Linked DNA regions of Mus musculus: region 2 is linked to region 1. A link is a contact called in public ChIA-PET data. All regions are on one chromosome and are shown on one strand. The core of a region is the stretch at or near the end of the contact, and the rest is flanking DNA. Distances in the headings are between cores, read along the strand shown.

Region 1 (6,250 bases), core at 1,129-3,628:
ACTGTGAGTGTATAGCTTTTTAAAAGTCTGGAGAGGTAAACTCTGAACTGGATGAGATTCCTGGATTTGTTGCAGATTATACCTTCCAATAAGCATATTATGTGTGTGTGTTTATAATTCTATTTGGGGGTTGGTTGGTTGGTTGGTTTTAGAGACAGGGTCTCATTGTGACGTCTTGGCCAGCCTGGAGTTGCAGTGTATACCTGGCTGGCCTCCGAATCACAGAGCTCTCCTGCCTGACTCCTGAGTGCTGGAATTAAAGGCTTGTACCAACCATGCCCTGCTCAGTTAGAATATAATACATGTAGTTTTTTCTTTTAAGTAAGACTTTTAAAAATCAGATACATTTTTTTTAACTAACCAAGCTTTTCACCTTTTTCCTTTTGTCTTTTAGGTGATTCCAGTGACTTCTTCAGGCTCTCCTGTAGGGGACGTACCCTTCATCCGGTCAGGGCTGCTGGGATTTGTAGGGCCTGTAAGTGACGGTTCCTATTGATTTTGCAACATTTGATCTAAAAGCATTTGAACTTGGATTCACAGAACTGAACAGATTCCGAGTAGTGAAAGGGTGTCACTGGCCCTTTAACAACGATCAAAACGGCTCCTCCTCCTGTTTCTTTATTTAGACAAGGTCTCTGCAAAGCCCTGCCTGGTTGGAACTAGTGGAGATCCCTACCTCAGCCTCCCAAACGCTGGGATTAAAAATGATGCACTGTCTTTCAGACTGATTGTAGAAGACTGTCACAGGAATGAGCTAATGTTTTCTGCGTCTCTTGCCTAAGTTTCTGTGACTCCTACAGACTAAGGCTTCATATGTATCCTATATTTTTAAACATTTCACTTATTCTTACTACTTTTCTTGATTTATGTTAACATGCTCTGAGAAGTTAAGAGGAGGGAGGGGGGAAGGTTACTTCGTAGCCAAGGGAAACTGAGTGGCGAATGTAGAGAGTGTTTTCTTTTTCTTTTTTTTTTTTTCCATTTTTTATTAGGTATTTAGCTCATTTACATTTCCAATGCTATACCAAAAGTCCCCCATACCCACCCACCCCCACTCCCCCTTTTTGGCCCTGGCGTTCCCCTGTACTGGGGCATATAAAGTTTGCGTGTCCAATGGGCCTCTCTTTCCAGTGATGGCCGACTAGGCCATCTTTTGATACATATGCAGCTAGAGTCAAGAGCTCCGGGGTACTGGTTAGTTCATAATGTTGTTCCACCTATAGGGTTGCAGATCCCTTTAGCTCCTTGGCTACTTTCTCTAGCTCCTCCATTGGGAGCCCTGTGATCCATCCATTAGCTGAGAGTGTTTTCTTTTCTTTTCTTTTTTTTTTTTTTTTTTTTTTGGTTTTTCGAGACAGAGTTTCTCTGTGTAGCCCTGGCTGTCCTGGAACTCACTTTGTAAACCAGGCTGGACTCGAACTCAGAAATCCGCCTGCCTCTGCCTCCTGAGTGCTGGGATTAAAGGTGTGTGCCACCACGCCGGGCATGAGAGTGTTTTCTTAAGGATTCTCAGCAGTGCCCACCCTGGGTCATTGTAAATTCTTAGAAAACAGTTCGTTACCTGGCAAGTGTTATTCATGGTAGTGGTCTAGAGAGACAAGGACCCAAAAGCCTGTTCTCAAGGCACATACTGAGCCTGAGCAGGACACAAAGGCAGCAGAGAGCCAGGCTCTGATGGCCAGTGGGTAGGGCAGTGGCGAGCCATGGGGTAGTCACTATCCTGTCAACTCATACCCTCCATCTGTCGATGGCTCCTTCCTGCCCATCTCCTCCTCCTCCTTCTCCTCTTCCTCCTCCTAGCGCTCAGCTCATGTAAGAGCATGTGACACTGAGCCCTTAACACTGCAGTGCAGCTTCAGCTGTCTCAAGAGCCCAAATCTTGAGCGAGCTTGCTGCACTGCTATTGAGGTCCAGGACCCAGCTCCAACCGTCAGTCTGAAACAGATAGACTGTTGTCCGCTCTCTATGAATGATCCCCTGAACCCCATGTAAAGGGTCTGGTTGTGTCTGGCCTGAACCAGTCCCATGGTCAGATCTAGCTGCAAGGAAGATGAAGATGGAAATACCATGTCAGCTAAACAGCCTCACTGTGAAAGATTTGGAGAAGCAGGCATCCCTTCTCTCTCTCTTTTTTAAGGATTTGTTTCTATTATGTTAAATGTATATGCAAGTCTACATGCATAGCAGTGTTGGAGTTAAAGGAGCTGTGAGCCACCAGACTTTGTGCTGGCAGCCACACTCATGTCCTCTGCAGGACCAGGACATTCCCTTAGCCGCCTCTCTCTCCATTTACCACCAGCAGACTGTTAGAAGTGTGTCCCCTCTGGCTCTGGCGTTGTGGAGTTGGCTGGCTTCCTCTGGCACTGTGGGTAGACCAGCAGCTTCCTGTGCATTGACATTCTGTTTTTCTGGCTTAGCCCAGTCATTGTGTGGCACTACACTGTGCTCAGCAAGAGTGACATGCTTGTGGAGGTAACTGCCAACTCGAGAGGACATGCGAAGGGCCAATGGACCCAGGGGCCTGCTGCTCTGTTGTCCAAAAATCTGCAGGGTTCTTAGACCTTCTTGGGTATGTGTTTCTGATCTTGCCAATGGAGACAGTGTTACCCTTGCGAGCTCAAAGCAACTATTCACACACTAAAACCGTTGGCTCTCTCTAGCTCCAGGAGCAATAAAGTAACATTTCTCTCCCTGGTATTCACCCTGTGCCAACTACAGAAGAGCTAATGCACACCTGTGGCTGGAAAAGGGAACTCTGTGTGTGAGCACAGTTTCTCCCCTGTGAGAGTGAGATTTCCCCTAAGAATAAATAGGAACGGATTAATCTCTTATAGACGGTAAGACCTCAGTGGGTGCTAGCCAGATGCTCAGCAGGTAGAGGCGTCCCTGGGACCCATTGGGTGGAAGGAGAGGACAGTTCCTGCAAGTTGTCCTCTGAGTCACAGCGGGCAGTGGCCTGCCTGTGCCCACACACATGCACACAGATCGAGCCTTTTAAAGACTTGGTGGCTTTAAGATGTGCTTTTTTACTAATTCTAAAGAAAAATAATAATAAATCCCATAAACTATGACATTATTTTCTTTCGTATAAACACGTTTTTTGTGGTGTTGGGAGTTGAACTGTGTACATGTTTCACAGGTACGTTTCTTAGTGTTTGGTTTGGTTTTGTTTAGTGACATTTTCATGAAAACAGGAAATGTAAGGTGTCTGTTTTACCCTTTAAACTATGGAAATGAAGGTGAATCATTGCTAACTTTCAGGGTAGCTTGGTGTTCGTGGTTGGAAAAATGGATGGATTACTCATGGTCAGCGGCCGAAGACATAACGCCGATGACATTGTTGCTACTGGATTGGCTGTGGAGTCCATAAAGACCGTCTATCGAGGAAGGTGAGTGCTCTGAGATCCGTGTCACCACTCTGGGGTGATCTGAGCTGCGCTCTGTGGTTCTTCCAGGTGCTTGGGCTGGTCTAGCTTAGAGTGACAAAGCCCAGCTTTAAATACCCGTCCTGCAGCTGAGGCATGAAATGTGAGCAGTCTCAGAGTCTGTCAATGATTGTTGATTCTGAAGACTGAGGAGAATTCCAAGATAAAAAACATGACCTTCTTCAGAGATTGTGCTGTCCAGGCCAATATAGGTGGCTGCCACTCTGCGAGAGCAGACCTAAGAATCTTTCTCTCATTTCTAACTGAAGTGTTGTGTTTTCTATGTGGAGACTGACATGGCAGCTAAGTGCTGGAATTGTAGGTTCTGTAAACAAGGGCAGGCCTTCTCCTGTGCTTACTAATGCAAGGAAAGCGAGCCCAGCAGTTGTAGACGGTGTCTGTTAGGATGATTTCCACTTTGTTTTTACACAAGAGCACCTTCATACACATGTATGCTGTGCTTGGAGCCTATGCCACCTTCTCCCTCCTGTCCTGACCGTAGTTATGTACGAAGGGAACATCTAAAGACGTCACAGAAAACACCAGCTCCTGCATCGTGTGGTTTTCTGTCATGATGTGGCTTCCCAGGCATGGAGCTTCGTGGGCAGAGACCCACAGTCTGTGCTTGTAGCCACATCCGCAGTGCACAGCATGGTACCTAGCACAGTTAGCATCCCAGGGGGCAGGCAAGCCGGCATCATTGGCTCTCAGTTGTTTCAGTCCTCGTGCATTCAGTCAACAAATCCTCACTGGGTGTACTGCTTTTGGGGGTACTTTGGCAGTGAACAAAACAAGCTATGTGTGTGCCTTCTATTCTTGTGACAAACACTGAAGTCAGGCAAACAGTAACATAGATGGCACGTGAGAGGGTCTGAGTGCTGTGGAGTGAACACAGGAGGTGGTCTGGGAACGCCTCACTAGTAAGGGGACATTTGAGCGGAGACCTCCCTCAGGTCCACTTCCATCCCCTCCCTCTCTTGGTCTCCCTCGCCTGCCCGCGTCTGACTCGCTCCACTCTCTGCTTCACCACTCTGCTCCAGGCACACTGGCCTTCTCGCTGTTCCTCAAACCTGCCAAGCTCGTCCCTACCTCAGAACCTTCCCGCTTTCCGTTCCTTCTGTCCGGAATCCTCTTCCTCCAGATCTTCGCGTGGCTCGCGTCCTCACCTCCTTCAGGTCTCTGCTCCAGTGTCCACTCCCCAGGGAGGCGCTCCCCCAAGCACCCATAGCCACTCCACTGGCCCGACCCAGGCGCTTCCTGGTGCTTATCACAACATGCCTTCAGTAACTGTGTGACACGTAAGCGCCACAAAGCCAGGAACTGTGTTGTTTGCCACTCTGGTGCTTAATCCGCGCTTTTTGGTTTTATTCTCAACGACTCTCTCGGCCTGACTTGGTGGTGGCGACTGCACACTGTTTTTCTGCTGCTCACATCTGGGTGGGGTGGGTGGGGTGGCTCCTCTTTGATTCCAACTGAGGAAAGCTAATAGGATGGTTTTAAAGGGAGGCTGATGTGTTTGATCTATTTCTCTTAGAATTGCTGTGTTTTCTGTGTCTGTGTTTTATGACGAGCGCATTGTGGTGGTGGCAGAACAAAGGCCCGATGCGTCTGAGGAAGACAGTTTCCAGTGGATGAGCCGGGTGCTGCAGGTGAGTGCCTGACTGCGCTGGATCCGGGGTGGCTGCCACTGCAGGCTACCAGATACCCCGTCTTTAAAAATTATGTTTGAGCCTGGTGTGATGGCACACACCTTTAATCTCAGCACTCAGGAGGCAGAAAGAGGTCGATCTCTGTGAGTCTGAGGCCAGCCTTGTCTAGAGTGAGTTCTAGGACAGCCAAGGCTATACAGAAAAACCCTGTCTCAAACAATAACAAATGTATATATTTGTATGTGTATAAAATATATATATATATACATATATATACATACATATAATTTTATACATGTTTACAGTGAAATGTGTTTATATCCACTCTCCTTCATCCTCTAACTTTTCTCATACCCCCTAACTACCTTGACTTTTTTTTTCCCCTTGCCAATTATCGTGCAAGATCAGCTAGCACCATTCCTCCCCGTGGACCTAATAGATTGTTCTGCTCGTGTTGCCTAGAAATTCAGCTGACTTGCTTCAGCTAACTCTCTCATGCCCGAGTGTTTGCTACCCATGAAGATTGTGACTGCCCCTGTACAGTGCACGTCTGAAAGTGACTAACAGGCTGTCAGTTAGCCTTTGTCCTGCCACACCTTACACATGCAGGTCCTAGAACACGGAAATGTTTTTCTTTATTCGAGGAGCCTTTCTGTGGAGTTTAGAGGAGTAGGTTGGATGAGCCACAAGGACAGGAGGAAGACTCAAGTTCGGGGCTGAGAAGTTGTGGTGTCCAGAAACAGTGGGTTGAGTGAGGCTCTGCGGAAGCACGCAATGCCTGCACTCTGTAAGCAGTGTTGTTTGTTTTTTGTTTTTTTGACACAGGGCTTCTCTGTGTAGCCCTGGCTGTCCTGGAACTCACTCTTTAGACCAGGCTGACCTCGAACTCAGAAATCCACCTGCCTCTGCCTCCCGAGTGCTGGGATTAAAGGCGTGCACCACCACTGCCTGGCACAGTGTTGTTTCTTAATAATGTAGAAGCCGAGATGAGCCCCATGCACGCTCAGACTTCTCTGCTCACTTTGTTCTCCATTCAGCCCCAGACCTGAGAACTATGCAGCATGTGGCATGTAGGATCCCGAAGCACTTGTTGACTAAGTGCACAGTCCAGAATAAGCTGTACTGCCTCACAATGACAATTCATGTGTTACTTATGTCCAGGGACTGTGACTTCTC
Region 2 (5,763 bases), core at 2,372-4,871, 260 kb after region 1:
TTTAGGAACTTAAATCACACTGTTTTGTTTACCTTAATGACAGAACGTCTCCACCTGCTGAGTTTCATCCTCTTGCAGAGCAGAGTGCAGGTCAGAGTTCACGGAGTGATGGGCACAGGGTTGTGAGCCACAAGTTAAGAACCAAGTGCAACAAGACGCTTTCCCCCAAATGACAGTGCATCTCCTCTGTATCAGAAACTGCTGGGCCACAGGGAGAGGAGAGACGCTCACAGAGATCCCCCTGCCTCAGCCTCCTGAGCGCTGGGATGAAAGAAGCACACTCGGTGAGTTCGAGCCTGGTCTGCATAGTGAGTTTCAGGACAGCCAGGGATAGTAGTGACACCCCATTTAAATACATATATATATATATATATATTTCAAAGAATTTATGAAAAAAATGGGATGTTGGGTATGGTGGCACACACCTTTAATCCCTGCATTACACAGACAGGCCTAGTCTCAAAAAACAAAAACAAAATAAATGAGAAAACAATATTTTTCAGTTCATCATGTCTGTGCACGTGTATCCAAGTGTTCCATGCCTGTCACACAGCAATGGGGAGTGGAGGGTGAGAGAGGGGAACACCTGAAGCCTGTTGGCTTGCTAGAGTATCCAGATCTATGTGCTTTGGGTTAGTGAGACCTGTCTCTCAAAAACATTAAGTATAAGCCTTTGATTCCTACACTACAGGCAGAGACAGGAAGATCTCTGTGAGTTTGAGGCCAGCCTGGTCTACATAGTGAGTTCCAGAACGGCTAGGGATATGCAGAGAGATCTTGTGTCAGAAAACAAACAAAGAAGAAAGAAAGAAAAAGAAGAGAGGAAAAAGAAGACACCAAACACCTACCTTTGGCCTTCACACACGTGTATTCACGTGAGCATAACCATGTGAATAACTTCTACACTAACAAGAACGCACACAACCTACACACAACACGCGTGCATCAGTTCATGCCCCCCACCCCCGCAAAGAAAGCCCAAGCAAACCTTTGTGGGGGTGGAAGGAGCTTGGTGAGTGAAATGCTTGCCTTGTGCCCAGACCCCACATTAAGAAGCTGACACAGTGGCACATGCTTGCCGTCCTGTGACCTGGGAGGCAGGGAGGGCTCCCATCTCAGAAAACAAGGTGCTTTCATATCAATGAGATAAAACACGTGACCAAGGCAACAGAGAAGAGTGCATTTGGGCTTATGGTTCCAGAGCGTTAGAGGGAAAGCGTGGCAGTGAGCACTAGGCTGGAAGCTGCGGCAGGGAGCAAGGCACTCACGTCCTCAGCTGCAATCCCAAAGGCAGAGCAGACAGGAAGGAGACGAGGCTGTTTAGTTCCGAACCTGTCCCTCAGCCATGCTGCGCCAACTGGGGACCAGGTATTCAAACCACCACAGATGGCTTTTGAAGAGTGACACCTGGGGTTGTTCTCTGGCTTCCCTACACACATGAACACACATATGCACACTCACACGCACACACACACATCCACCGCACACACATATATGCATGCGCACACGTGCTATATACATAATTTAAAATAAAATCTCAATAAAACTACATTTTATGAGTTGGCATAGGAACCCTGCTTTTCCTTGCATATCCCTGCAACCTCAGTGCATGTGTTGCAGAGTGCTCTATTGTATTTATTTGTTTACTTTGGTTTTGTTGAGACAGGGTTTCAGTGTGTATCCCCAGTTGTCTTCAAACTCCTAAGTAGACTAAGTAGACTAGGCTGGCCTCAAACTCACAGAGATCTGCCTCCCTCTGACTCCTGAGCTCTGGGATTAAAGGCCCACACCATCATGACAGGCAAAAACTTCACTCTTGATCCAGGGCAGGGATTTACAACATTTGGCTAATGTCCCCTTTGGGATCCAACAACCCTTTCACATAGGCTGCCTAAGACCATCGGAAAACATAGATATTTACATTACAAATCATAACAGTAGCAAAATTTCTGTTATGAAGTAGCAACAAAAATAATGTTATGGCTGGGGTCACCACAGCGTGAGGAAGTGTATTAAAGGGTTGCCGCTTTACTTTAGAGAGGTTGAGAACTGAAGATCTAGGAGATTTGTACAGAGACAGCAAATGCACTTGGTTTTTATTCTAGCACATGGTGGCTGTGTCTTTTCCGCATTGACTAGGATAAGACCTCACAGTCTTATTTATTAGTCTACTCTTATTATTTTTTTTTTAAGATTTCTTTTTTTCCGAGACAGGGTTTCTCTGTGTAGCCCTGGCTGTCCTGGAACTCTGTAGACCAGGCTGGCCTCGAACTCTCAAAGATTTATTTATTTATTATATATGAGTTCACTGTTGCTGTCTAGAAACACACGCATCAGATCTCATTGCAGATGGTTGTGAGCCACCGTGTGGTTGCTGGGATTTAAACTCAGGAGCAGTCAGTGTTCTGAACCACTGAGCCATCTCTCCAGCCCTAGCCTAGTCTAGTCTTAAAAGAACTCGTGCATAGGAATTGAAGATGGAGAAAGGGGGTGGCAGATCCAGGTCATCGAGTTCCCAGAATGAAGCAGGGTCTGTTGTGTAAACAAAGATTTTACCAGGTCATGGGGACTAAAATATGTGCACAGAAGTCTTATGAGGTAAGAAAGAAGGTTTGCGTTCTTTGCCCTAAACACAAGTTTTATAATATTTGGTGGCAGAGACTCATGTTTAATATGACTAACACTATTAATCATGGACTTTGAGGTTTCAGAATCCCTTACTGAGGCTGGAGAGATAGCTCAGTGGCTGAAGGTCCTGAGTTCAAATCCCAGCAACCACATGGTGGCTCACAAACATCCATAATGAGATCTGATGCCCTCTTCTGGTGTGTCTGAAGACAGCTACAGTGTACTTAGATATAATAATAAATAAATCTTTATAAAAAAAAAACTCTCTTCCTCTCCCCTCACCTCCAACAGGTATAGCTGGGTGGTGGTGGCACACACCTTTAATTGGAGGCAGAGGCAGAGGCAGAGGCAGAGGCAGAGGCAGAGGCAGAGGCAGAGGCAGAGGCAGAGGCAGAGGCAGAGGCAGAGGCAGAGGCAGAGGCAGAGGCAGAGGCAGAGGCAGAGGCAGAGGCAGAGGCAGAGGCAGAGGCAGAGGCAGGTGGATCTCTGTGAGTTGGAGGCCAGCCTGATCTAGAGAGTGAGTTCCAGGCCAGCTGGGGCTATGCAGAGAGGCCCCGATTCAAAACAAACAAAAAAATAATTTATGTTTGTGCATATATCTATATAGACATAGATACACTTACCTGTGTAAGTACAAACATGTGTTATATGTATTTCTATACAATACATACATGCGCAACAGAATCTTCCCTTTAGGGTGGAAGCTCATTATATTCCTTGTTTTAAAATGTCCCATGGCAGGAAATGCCTGCTTACCACAACGCCGCTGGCTCTCTGTAACTTGGCCAAAGTATCTACCTGATTACAGTATCTCTAGATGATAACATTTTGCTACTGCATGGGGAGGCCTGACAGCGATCTCCTTATCACTGGGGGGAAAGAAAGCCAGTAAATGCCTTTGAGTCAGATCAGATCCAGAACCCAACTGCAGCTAACCTAGAGGCAGCTCAGTTTCCCTGTCCTCTGATAGCCCCTAAAGACAGTAGCCTGGACCAGCGTGGGTTCGATCCGAGAAGAAAAGCTACCAGTCATGACGCGTAAGGGTGCTTGTCACAGAGCTATGACCTTAAACAACATGAAAGCTGGTGTTGGGGGCGGGGGCGGGGGTGGGGGGGTGGGAGGGAAGGAGAGGAAGCAAGGGAGGGAGGGGGTGTTTGTGTGGCGCGCGCGCGCGCGCGCGTGTGTGTGTGTGTGTGTGTGTATGTGTGTGTGTGTGTGTGTGTGTGTATTCACCGGCAGAGAAGGTGGGTTTCCTGCTTTATAGCCCTCTCGCCTCATTTCCTTGCGACAGTCCCTCCCTCACTGACCCGGGATTGGCTGGCAAGCAGCAAGCATTCTCTTGTCTCTAAAGCCCACAGCGCTGCGTCACGGGCATGCATAGCCACGCCCATCTTTTTCCCTGGGCGCTGCAGACTTTCTGGGTTTTGCTGCCCATATTCACAGCAAGCCTTAACCTATTTTGGTCCGTCCTTGTCTAGAAACACCTCCACAGACACTGAGAAGTGCAGTTCGCTAACAGCTCCTCAGCGTTCCTGTGTCCTAGACTAAGTACTGCAGACTCTAACTAGTCTACAGTTGCTTCTCTTATCCGAAGCCTCAGTTTCCCCTGCAGTGAAATGAGGGGATTTTAAAGTCATTTTAGAACACTGGCAGTCAGGCCAGCATACATGAACCAAGGCCACTGCCTCCCAGCCGGTCTGCCTCTGCTGTGGAGGGCGGTCTTTCCATTTCATTTTCTGCTTGTTCAAATGCAAACAAACAAGGGAACAAATATGTAAATAGAGCAAGAAGCTTGCCTTCTTAAAGGGTATTCGGTTTCCATACAAACAGAGAAGCCAGGCGTTTAACAGTAAAGCCGGAAAGGAAAGTGGAAATCAAGATCGCAGGAAGGTTACGGAGTGTTCAGAGTCCCCCGGGAAACGAGACGGAAATGGGGATTGGTGGTGTTATGCCTGCCTGGTGTGTGTGGCACTGAAAACTCATCACTGAGAAACGTGATGCAGGAATACAAGCCCCTGTTGCAAACCTGCTGGCTTTTACCTAGGTAAGTACGATCAAACCTTCAGACAGAGCTGGCGATGCCAACCGGCACTGCCTGCTCCCCAGAGGACCTGGGTTTGATTCCTAGCACAACCACCTGTAACTCTGGTTTCAGGGGATCGGATGCCTTCTTCTGGCTTCCTCGGACAAAGTGTGCACATGGTATACAGACATACACCCAAGGAAAACACCCATAAAATAAAGAAAAAGAAAAACTATCAAATGTTTAATCCTGTTTTTATTTGCATATTTAGGGGACGGTGGCTGTCTGTTGAGGGGTTTTCTTTTGTCAAGCCTGGGGTTTGGTGTATGCTAGACAAGCACTCTACAGCTGAGCTATACCCTGGCTCAAAAGATTGCTTCTCCTCAAATAAAATAAAATAAAATAAAATAAAAATATAAATAAATCAATTGGTCACAATTTACTTTAAGGCCTGAAAACATTGAGTGATCAAAGTGAAACCATGGTAGCTAGGCAGAGTGGCACACACTTGGCATCCTGGCACACCAGGAGCTGAGACGAGAGCATCGTGAGTTCAAGACCACCCTGAGCTACAGTGCTTGCAGGACACTGTCAAAAAATATTAATTTTTGTTATTGCTTTTGTGGTACTGGGGTCTAAATTTGGCAGCTTGTTCTCCCTTGGCAAGCACTCTACCACCAAACTATAACTGAGCTCTTGGGATTTCTTAAAGTTGGTAAATGTGATATAAAACTTTTAAAAAATATAGTCATCAAGTTGGCTCAGTGGTAAGTGCACTTGTCACACAAGTGTCACGACCTGAGTTCTAGTCCCAGAATCCACAGTGGAGCTAGGAGAACTGACTCCCTCAAAAACTGTCTATTTGTTTATTTTTCAAGAGGGTTTCTCTGCGTAGCTCTGGAGATCCTGGAACTCATTCTGTAGACTAGGCTGGACTGGAACAGGAAGATTTGCCTGCCTCTGCCTTCCAAGTGATGGGATGAAAGGTGCATAACCCCATCCAACAAAACTGTCCTTTTTAAAAAAAAGTTTAAGGCCAATGGTGTTGGCGCATGCCTCTAATTTCAGCATTTGGGAGGCAGAGGCAGAGGCAGGTTTGGGGTGACCCTGGT

The links. ChIA-PET counts read pairs in DNA pulled down with a chosen protein or histone mark.
Region 2: an RNA polymerase II ChIA-PET map of effector CD8 T cells shows a contact between it and region 1, with 6 read pairs. The contact joins two enhancer-like sites. A contact is called at or near these places in 9 of 484 Hi-C or Micro-C datasets (the AtT-20 cell line, B cells, CD8 T cells and 2 more), 2 of 115 datasets of contacts at active chromatin or transcription factors (bone marrow-derived macrophages and effector CD8 T cells) and 1 of 9 other capture datasets (embryonic stem cells).

What each region holds. Positions count from the first base shown.
Region 1 is chr15:100,178,048-100,184,297 of GRCm38.p6, forward strand. It overlaps Dip2b (disco interacting protein 2 homolog B), which reads left to right. Exons shown (of 38, transcript NM_001159361.2): 20 at 395-475; 21 at 3,262-3,389; 22 at 4,960-5,074. Among named protein-coding and RNA genes, the nearest start is that of Atf1, 47 kb to the right of the region's middle. Within about 2 kb of position 2,379, at least 68 of the 459 cell types and tissues checked have an H3K27ac peak or open chromatin away from gene starts, as enhancers often do. A contact at or near this core is called in CD8 T cells and effector CD8 T cells, where this site is marked.
Region 2 is chr15:100,439,765-100,445,527 of GRCm38.p6, forward strand. It overlaps 5330439K02Rik (a long non-coding RNA gene), which reads right to left. Exons shown (of 3, transcript XR_001781773.2): 2 at 33-261. Among named protein-coding and RNA genes, the nearest start is that of Gm5475, 19 kb to the left of the region's middle. Within about 2 kb of position 3,622, at least 311 of the 459 cell types and tissues checked have an H3K27ac peak or open chromatin away from gene starts, as enhancers often do. A contact at or near this core is called in CD8 T cells and effector CD8 T cells, where this site is marked.